Linked DNA regions of Zea mays: region 1 is linked to region 2. The links are chromatin contacts, called in public Hi-C maps. All regions are on one chromosome and are shown on one strand. The core of a region is the stretch at or near the end of the contact, and the rest is flanking DNA. Distances in the headings are between cores, read along the strand shown. Region 1 holds the start of LOC101027201 (GBF-interacting protein 1). Region 2 has its middle 72 kb from the start of LOC100277777.

Evidence for each region. Hi-C and Micro-C count contacts between places; a contact is called where the count stands out from the background.
Region 1: a Hi-C map of endosperm shows a contact between it and region 2, with 2.3 times the contacts expected there. The contact joins the promoter of LOC101027201 here to the enhancer-like site in region 2. A contact is called at or near these places in 5 of 25 Hi-C or Micro-C datasets (endosperm and leaf).

Annotation. Positions count from the first base shown.
Region 1 is chr8:72,224,562-72,229,224 of Zm-B73-REFERENCE-NAM-5.0, reverse strand. LOC101027201 (GBF-interacting protein 1) reads right to left here and starts at 1,557. Exons shown (of 10, transcript NM_001279811.2): 1 at 1,214-1,557. The coding sequence starts at 1,388.
Region 2 is chr8:71,882,487-71,886,875 of Zm-B73-REFERENCE-NAM-5.0, reverse strand. It overlaps the pseudogene LOC103635340. Among protein-coding and RNA genes, the nearest start is that of LOC100277777, 72 kb to the right of the region's middle. Within about 2 kb of position 1,310, at least 5 of the 20 cell types and tissues checked have an H3K27ac peak or open chromatin away from gene starts, as enhancers often do. A contact at or near this core is called in endosperm, where this site is marked.

The DNA.
Region 1 (4,663 bases), core at 308-2,807, 340 kb before region 2:
TGATGCCACTTCAACCACATTGCTTTGATTAGCATCTTCATCCACCTAGTACATAAACACCTTCCTCTAAATTTTATGACTAGCGGACATGAGACTGAATATAGAAGAGCAGGAGTTCAAACATCATATCCCAGTCTAAAGGCTCCACTCTTTTCAAACCTGGTAGCTAAGAGTACCACAGCTTTTTTGTCCCAACAAACTATCTAAACCTACCGCCACCATCCTTTCCAAATCCAGTTCCTAAGTCCTAACTAGTACAAAACACAAATCAATCCACTTAAACCAATTTCTGTTTGCCTCCTGCATTGAAACACTAAAAGTCTCAGCTTAATACAGCAACTTGTCTTACTTTCTACCAAGCTTCAAGTGTCCAAACATTGTCCATGCTATCGTTGCATCCTTACTTTCTCCCAAGCTTCAAGTGTCCAAACATTGTCCATGCTATCATCACATCCCACTAGAGAAAAGTAAATCCTCTAGGAAGCGACAACCACAAAAAAGTCTGAGTGTTCTTGAAATGATTGGCTGGCACCACAACACAAACAGAGGAACCGACAGGGAACTCCTTAGTCCTTACCACTAATAGCATTTCCAGGAAATCTGAAATAGAAACCCTAAATGGATAGTGGACAACTGTGACAGCAGTCACAGCTCCTACATCTAAGGGAACGTATCTGGTGCTCAAAGGGGTACGGTGCTCATGTGCACATTTTAAATCTGGTGCATCCATCTTGTATTCAACGACACCAGCAATTTTACGAAGAACCCCTCACACCAGGAGAGAGGAAGGTGGAAGGGGTTCTTCACAAAACTGGTGCTGCTGTTAGGTGCGAAATGGATGCACCAGATTTAAAATATGCACATGAGCACCGTACCCCTTTGAGCACCAGATACGTTCCCTACATCTAATACTACTACAGACTCCAACATCTAACACTACTATCTGATATAGTGACTTGAAAGATAACTAAACCAAGTATGAACTCGAGGGTTAAAGGGGGGAGAAACAATACTGGTGCATCCGATTCTCACTAATCGGGCAGCGCGCTCAGACTACAACCTTCACGTCGACGAATCGCCCAGATCGACGAGAGCCTGCTGGTCTAGGACCCGTCTAAACCGTAGCAACGCGCCCTACAACGAACAGCTAAACAGGCAAGGAATCGTGGGACTGATGGACTGAGGAGAGGACAGCGCAAGCCGTGCCACGGACCTTGGGAGAGGAGGCGGCTGACCGCCTCGTCGGGGTCCATGCCGCACTCGCGCAGTGCGGAGTAGATCTCCGCCTCGGGTCGGTTCACGATCTCCTTGAGACACTGCACCAGTTTCCTCGACCCGGCCGGGACGGGCGCCGCCGCCCCCTTCCCTCCGGCACCGCCGCCGCTCATCCTCGCCGCCGGGATCTCCTCCTGGTAGTCGGGGACAGGGAGACGAGGGTCCGGCGTTGCTGCAGTGGGCGCGGGTGGTGGTCGTGGCGGTAGCTTCGGTTTCGGCCTGGTTCACTTTGCTCTCTCCCACGCAACGGCGTCCGGCGGCCTAATTCCAAAACCCTTCCCCCTCCGGCCCTCCCTCATTCCCTGCGGCCAAATTTATATAGCTTGACGAAAGGATGCAGGGTGTATTCACGCAACATAATAGCATTTCCAACAATGCCTCAAACTAGTGCCTTAAATTGAAATATTAGGCTCTACACAGGAAAAACTACCCCAACAGTGCCTTATTTTATAAATTTTTATCAAAAAACTATAGGGCACCCTCTCAAGTGACTCAAATATACTACACCGTAGTGGGCTGCTCTATAATCTAGATTTAGGGCTTTACTGTTGGAGCGGGGTGTTTTGTTGGTGCCCTAAATTCTATAAAATATACTTATTTTCAAATTATAGGGCATTTTTATAGGTCACGTTGTTGGAGATGCTCTAAGGTCATGTACTCATGTTTGAGATTAGTATTTTTATATTTCCTATACAATATCATGTTTTTAGATTATACCGCCGTATTTTATGGCACGAACTGTTTCAGAAAACGGTGTTTTCGAAACCGTGGTATTCTAGATAACATAGTATTTTTAGAGTATTGAAAATTCCATTTAAACCTAAAGTTTTTATGGCATGGCTAGCTTTTTGTCTAATATCATGGTTTACAATATTGTATCCGAATAATAATTTCTTAAAATCATAGTTTTACAATACTATGATTTACAATTGTTATGATAATACATAGTTTTGGCAGCTCTAAAAATACCATTGAAAAACATTGTTGCCAAACACGTCCTAACTGTTTCCCTGCCTCTGGATGGAGTTGTGTTTGGAAGCAAGGGAACTGGAGCAGATTAGAGAAGTTAAAATTATATTGTTATTCAATTTTAAATACGAAGGAGATTTTAAGCTCTTTAAGAGCAACTCCAAAAGGCTATCTATATTCTTCCTAATCTATATAAATATAGATTTTTGTTAAAAAAATATCCTCCAGCAGCTTATCTAAATGGCTATCCAAATATAAACATCTTCTATTTCGGGCTTCTCGCTAGCCAAATATAGTAAAACGTGAATGACTCTCTAGAGTCCAAATGAGATATGCAAATGTTGTTGGATATTAAAAATATTTAGAAAGCGTTTTTTATGCAAATGACCCTCCAAATGATAATTTAAAGAGTGGTATTTAGAAAGACACTTGGAGATGCTTTAATCCTCTTCATTCCCTTATCTCTCAAACAAGCTCGGATGGTACGACGCATACTTGTTAGCGACGTCGTCAGGTAGGGGATTGATCGGTCGTCGCTGATGTCATGGGGAAGGGGAAGTAGAAGCAAATGGAGTAGATAGACGCAGAATTGGATTAGTGTTCTCTTGTTCGATGTGTATTCTCTGTTCAGTGTAGTATGCTTTAACTATGATATTACAGGTCAGGTCAGCAGGGCATTACACATCCCATCCAGGCCCAAATATGTGTTGTGTTGTGTTGCGCTCCTCCTCTTGAACTTGCATGCTTTCCTCCGACTACACCATCCTTCGCTGCTTGTGTTTCAGTGAGTCCTTGATCATCAGAGCAAACAATCATCTATCGTCTCATGTGCATCTTGTGTAGATGAGCTGCCATTCCAATCTAGATACTTGACATTCTCCTCTCCTTGAAACTCAACTTGTCCTCAAGTTGATAGAAAAGGTTTAAACTGTTATATGATTGTTCTTCAATTGAGACCATGGTCACTGTGGTACCCAATATGACACCAAGCTGAAGGTAGCTGGCCATGTTGGTAGCATGAACAAACTGAAACACCACTATCTTGAAAAAGGTACTCCACTTCATACAAACCAAGTATGAGAATAATTCCCAATGGCAGTGGAAGAACACCATTCAACAACACCATGGAAATCTCGTTCGAATTCCCAGACTTGGTGGTTTGCTTAGCACTGTCCATTACCTGTCGAATGTAAGCGAATATGACGCCATAAGGACACATTTTAAGGCCTGACAGGTATATCTGATGACATGGTCGAGTTTCTCGCTCAACTACAGCCATTGCAACACACTGACGAGTGCACCATAAGGAATATATGGACTGGGTTCACTATGGTACATCAGAAGCACTGTTGCGCTGTCAGCAGGGTAGTTGAGAGTCATTAATCTCCCCAAATCTGAATTTTCAAAACACCAATTGAACAAGTCAACTTGTGCAAAGAAAACCAGAACCACCTCCTTGAAACCAATTAAGTAGCTACCAAGAAGTGCATCAAGATTGTTCATGTGGTTTTTCTGTTGGACAATCCAAGTATGACTGAGCATCAAGCAACTGAGATGGATCAGCGTCATTCGAAACATCAAATGAACAAATTCCTATGAGAATAATGTGCATCATACTGATTTGAACTAAGCCACATTGCAAAAATAAAAGAGGTGATCCTTGACAACATTTCCAACACCTCACTCGGAAATACAAAACTGTTGGGGACTTGTTCTCAAATGCTATGAATCAAGAACAAGGCAACACAAAACATTAATGGTTAAAGCCCTTCATCCTTCGAAGCATTATCTCCCTTAGGATTTAATGATCTTCGGACGAAGGTTATGTAGGACATACCTTCATAATCATAGTGCATAATAATGGAAGTAAAAGCGTATGACACATGAGAAGTATCATGAATAAACACAAACAATACTAAATTACATTTATACCTTCGGCTTGACAGAAGGCAAAAAACCCGAGTATGACGTGCAAGTGAATACAAATCAGCGTGAACGGTATGGGGTTACTGTTCATCTATTTATAGACACGGGACGCAGCCCGATAGAGATTACATTCATGCCCTCGACAAGTGACTATAAACATGACACAAACTATCCCGGACTGATCAGTTTTTTCCTCTTTAGGTCGGTGCAACCCTTCGTCTCAAGGCATGTCACTATGCCGAAGCTCCCTAGATCGCAGCTTTGGCCTGTACCTTCATGTTATGTCTGCTTGTGCCAACTTGCTTAGAGGACCTTCAGCGACGAAGCAGGCCCCCAACAGTAGCCCCTTCGCGGTGCTAGATCGTTTTTCGTAACAAGCTTGATCCGTGAAAAAAATCTCAAAAGCTTCGGAATGTCGAAGGTCCGAAAAACACCTTCCCTGAGCTCGTTGCCGAGAAACGATTAAAATATTTCGAGCGTGAGGTGGCCCACC
Region 2 (4,389 bases), core at 61-2,560:
AAGATACCTGTTCACATATTTCACTTGGAAAACATTGTCAAATCATGTTTTTGAGGACCTTCGGAAGCCGAAGGCCCCCAACACATAATTACTAACATACCTTTCCTTTAGTTTTAAAAACGGGGCAATAGATATAAATTACATGAAACCAATAAGGATATGACGTAATTAAACAATTAAAAACTGTTTTTAGCTTAGCTTCTTATGTGCAATCAGGTCTTATGTGCAAGTATACAAACGAGTCTCTTAGTCCACTAACTGTAGACATAATTATGATTGGTTAGGTTTTTTTAAAATCTACCCGAGATTATGGTGGATGTAAGCGTTAAATGTGATACACACAAATGATATGATTACGCATTAGTTGTTGGCTATAGTGCCAAGTGCCAACTGCGAAGTATGCAATTGTCACCGAGAGGTCGAGACTAAGGCTGTCCGCAGCCACGGACGGTAAACACAACTCTAAAGGTATAGAGTCAACAAATGTGCTGCAGCGGGGAAACTTCAGCCCGACGCTAAATGCAACAGTAGCTGGGAAAACTCTAAATCTAGCGCACTCTTCCGCCCAACTCTATAGTCTCTCTCATCTTCTTTGCATGGCACAACGTACACAGTGGTAGGCAGGCGCGGTGGAGGTGGGCCCGGGCACAGTGGCAGGCGCGGTGGGGGCTGGGAGGGGATAGAATAGTGTGGGGTATAGGGTAGATATATAGAGTAATTGTGACCGCGGAGAATTGTTGAATAAAGTAGAGAATCTCGCTGACCATGATGAAATATTCGCCTAACGGCGCGCGCCATCGCCGCAGTTCAGCCGCTCGCCGTCGCCGGAGAGGGCAAGGGCAGGACCGTCCACGCGCATCTCCCTCGACTTGTTTCACGCGCGCACACACCCACGCCACCCTGCTGCACCGCGCACATATTGGCCCTGTTTGTTTCGGCTTCTGACAGCTTCTGGCCATCAAAAGCTGCTGCGGACTACCAAACGCTCAGCTTTTGAGCCAGCTTCTATAAAATTCGTTGGAACAAAAACCATTCAAAATCAACATAAACACATAATCGGTTGAGTCGTTGTAATAGTAGGAATCCGTCACTTTCTAGATCTTGAGTCCTATGAACAACTTTGTCTTCCCCCACACGTAATCGTAATGATACTCAGATTCTCTCCACAGTCAGATTCTCCCTACAGCCAGATTTTCAAAAAATCTGGTCAGAAAAAAGCTGAAACAAACAGCCCCAAGCCCCAAGTAACCCAAGGGGACGCCGCCTCTGCTCCTCCGCCGCCCACTCTTCTCCCCCTCCTTGCCTGCGGATTGGGGCGACAGGGGTTGGCGATGCCGGAGGTCAATGCCGGCGCGCTGGCGCAGGCGGAGCAGAGGAAGAAGGCGGGGAGGTCGGTTCCAGAGCGTGGAAAGGTTGCTTCTTATCTCTTCTCTGCCGCCCGGTGTTGGTGCCATCGACAACGCTCGTATGGGACGACTGGCTGGATAAGGATGCGGCCTCTCCGGATTTTGGCATCGGCAGGAAAGGATGGATTTGGGTTTTGATCCTGAGTTGCTTGCTTGCAGCGCGATAGAGATTAAGAGATACGAGTTGTTAGTCCTCCCCAGAGTCCGAAGCAAGCTACTAGGTTTTCAGTTTCAGATCCCCGAAAAATACGGTTGTTGTTTTGACGCCAACCGATATACGCGGCAGGAGTACCACGCGACGCTGGTATTGGATTCGCGTGACTTGGGTATGTATGTTTATCCAATCTTCCTAATCCAAGCCGCAGGAGTATTTATTTATTTCCTTCATTTTGTGGACGGACTACTACGGACTACTACGTATATATAAATCCTACGAGCCGACTGCTGCCTAGTTATCATTACCATCGGTGATCTCTTACCGTCCCCATCTACCAAAACTCGCAGAACCCACCAGACATGGAGTCCTTCAGCGACGCCGACAGATACATACCCCAAGAGATCATCGGCAGAGGCAGCTACGGGGTCGTTTGCTCAGCTATTGACCGGCGCACCGGCGAGAAGGTCGCGATCAAGAAAATAGGAGGCGTCTTCGATGACCTGTCCGACGCCGCCAGGACCCTCCGGGAGATCAAGCTGCTCCGGCTGTTACGACACCCTGACATTGTCGAGATCAAGCATGTCATGTTGCCTCCGGCTAGGAGGGACTACAAAGACATTTATGTCGTGTTTGAATTGATGGAGGCCGACCTTCACCAGGTTATCAAGGCTAACCCTGACCTGACGACAGAGCACCACCAGTACTTTCTCTATCAGATGCTGCGTGCGTTGAAGTATATGCATGCTGGTACGCACACGCCTCTAACGATTTCCTTATCTCAGCCTCAAAGGTCTTCTGATCAATGCACATTGACGGTGTGATGTGCTGCTTTCTTTATGTTCTAAGGGGGGATGAAATTTATTGACATCCCCTGTGCCTATTAGATGAAAGTGTACGTGTACCTTAGATAATTACTATCAGATCTTTTTCGTTTCTTTTGTTTAAATCCTTATTTAAATTCTGCTAGCGCTGATTTCACTTATGCCCCGTTTGGTTTCTTCTAATTTAATTACATTCTAATAATAGCAATTTAGGCAAATATCAATTAAGCTAATATGATTTTATGCTAAATATATTTGTATACTATTATTAACAATATGTGAGAGATATTTATGTGCTACATTTTTTTTACTATAGAGAAGTGAGTCGAAGACCGTCTTATAAGTTTTAGGGTCTTAACATATTCCGCTAAAACAAAAAATCATTTTACATTCTGCACACCATGAATTTAAGATAGCTTATATCTAAGCTTTGGAAAGTGATGGAATATCATATTCCAAGCTAAATAGACTACTTTATGAAGTAAATTTCAATTCCTCAGATCCAAACGGTCCAGTATGTTACATGCATTTACTTGACACCTATCACAGAGTGGCTACGAGCTAATGCTTGACTGGCTTGTTTTTCTGCAGCTAATGTTTATCATTGGGATTTAAAGCCAAAAAATATATTATTAAATGCTGACTGCAAACTCAAAATATGTGACTTTGGGCTAGCAAGGGTCGCGTTTGATGACTCTCCAACCACAGTTTTCTGCACGGTATGTTATTTTTACAGTGCTACTATTGTGAGATTCACAGTATCATATTTTATTGAAGCCTCTTATGCGTTACGAGCAACATTATTGACTTAGTGTGTTCGGCATCAAAGGATCCTACTTCGAACTTAAGCCCAATGTCTGCCCTAAAACGATTGCAGGACTACATTGCTACTAGATGGTACAGGGCTCCTGAGCTATGTGGATCTTTCTTCAGCAAGGTACTCATTTTTTTCTTCATACTGTTGTTTTGTCAAGTCTTATTGGTCTATTTTTTGTTTCCTTCGCCTTCAATGTTTAGTTTGAAATGCCTAAGTTATCCTGACAATATTAATTACTAAGTTGTTTCTCTTGTGCAGTATTCACCGGCTATTGATATGTGGAGCATTGGCTGCATTTTTGCAGAGATTTTGACTGGGGAGCCCTTATTCCCTGGTAAAAATGTGTTTCACCAGTTCACTTTGATGACTAATCTCCTGGGCACACCATCAACAGATACTATTTCACAGGTATGATTTTATTATTTTTGGTAATATTGGGTCACGTTCCGTATCGGGCATATATGGTAAATCCTGAATGTTTTTGTTCTTCTGTCCACAGATTCAAAATGAGAAAGCAAGGAAGTTTCTGAGCTGCATGAGGAAACAACCAATACCCTTTTCAGAGAAGTTCCCTGGTGCAGATCCTTCGGCTCTCAAGCTCTTACAAAGGCTTCTAGCATTTGATCCTAAGGACCGACCAACGGCTGAAGAGGTAGGTGTGTCATAATGAAACATAGGTTTTATGTTTGCGCTGCGGTTATTTGGGTTGATTTGCAGGATTATATTCTAACAACAATAATTGTGCTGTATACATGACCAGGCGTTGGCCGATCCCTATTTTGAAGGCATTGGGGAAGTGGAGAGGGAACCATCCTGTCAGCCAATTCCGAAAATGGAATTTGAGTTTGAAGAAAAGTTTACCGAAGAGGACGTCAAGGAACTTATATTCCTGGAGATACTGCAGTACCATCCTCAACTTCTGAAGGATTACAAGAATAGCTCTGAAAAAACGAGCTTTCTATATCCCAGGTTCTTACCTTAACTATATCGTTTAATTTAGTTTGTTTTCCCTCTTGTTATTTTGTTTGTTTCAATATTGTAATATTCATGGCCAACATCCTTAATAGTTCTCGAATACTTTTTATTCTGCAGTGCTGTTGACAAGTTTCATAGGCAATTCACTAGCCTAGAGGAAAATAGAGGGAGTAATGTCATGCTTGTCAGGAAGAATGCTTCTCTTCCAAGGTA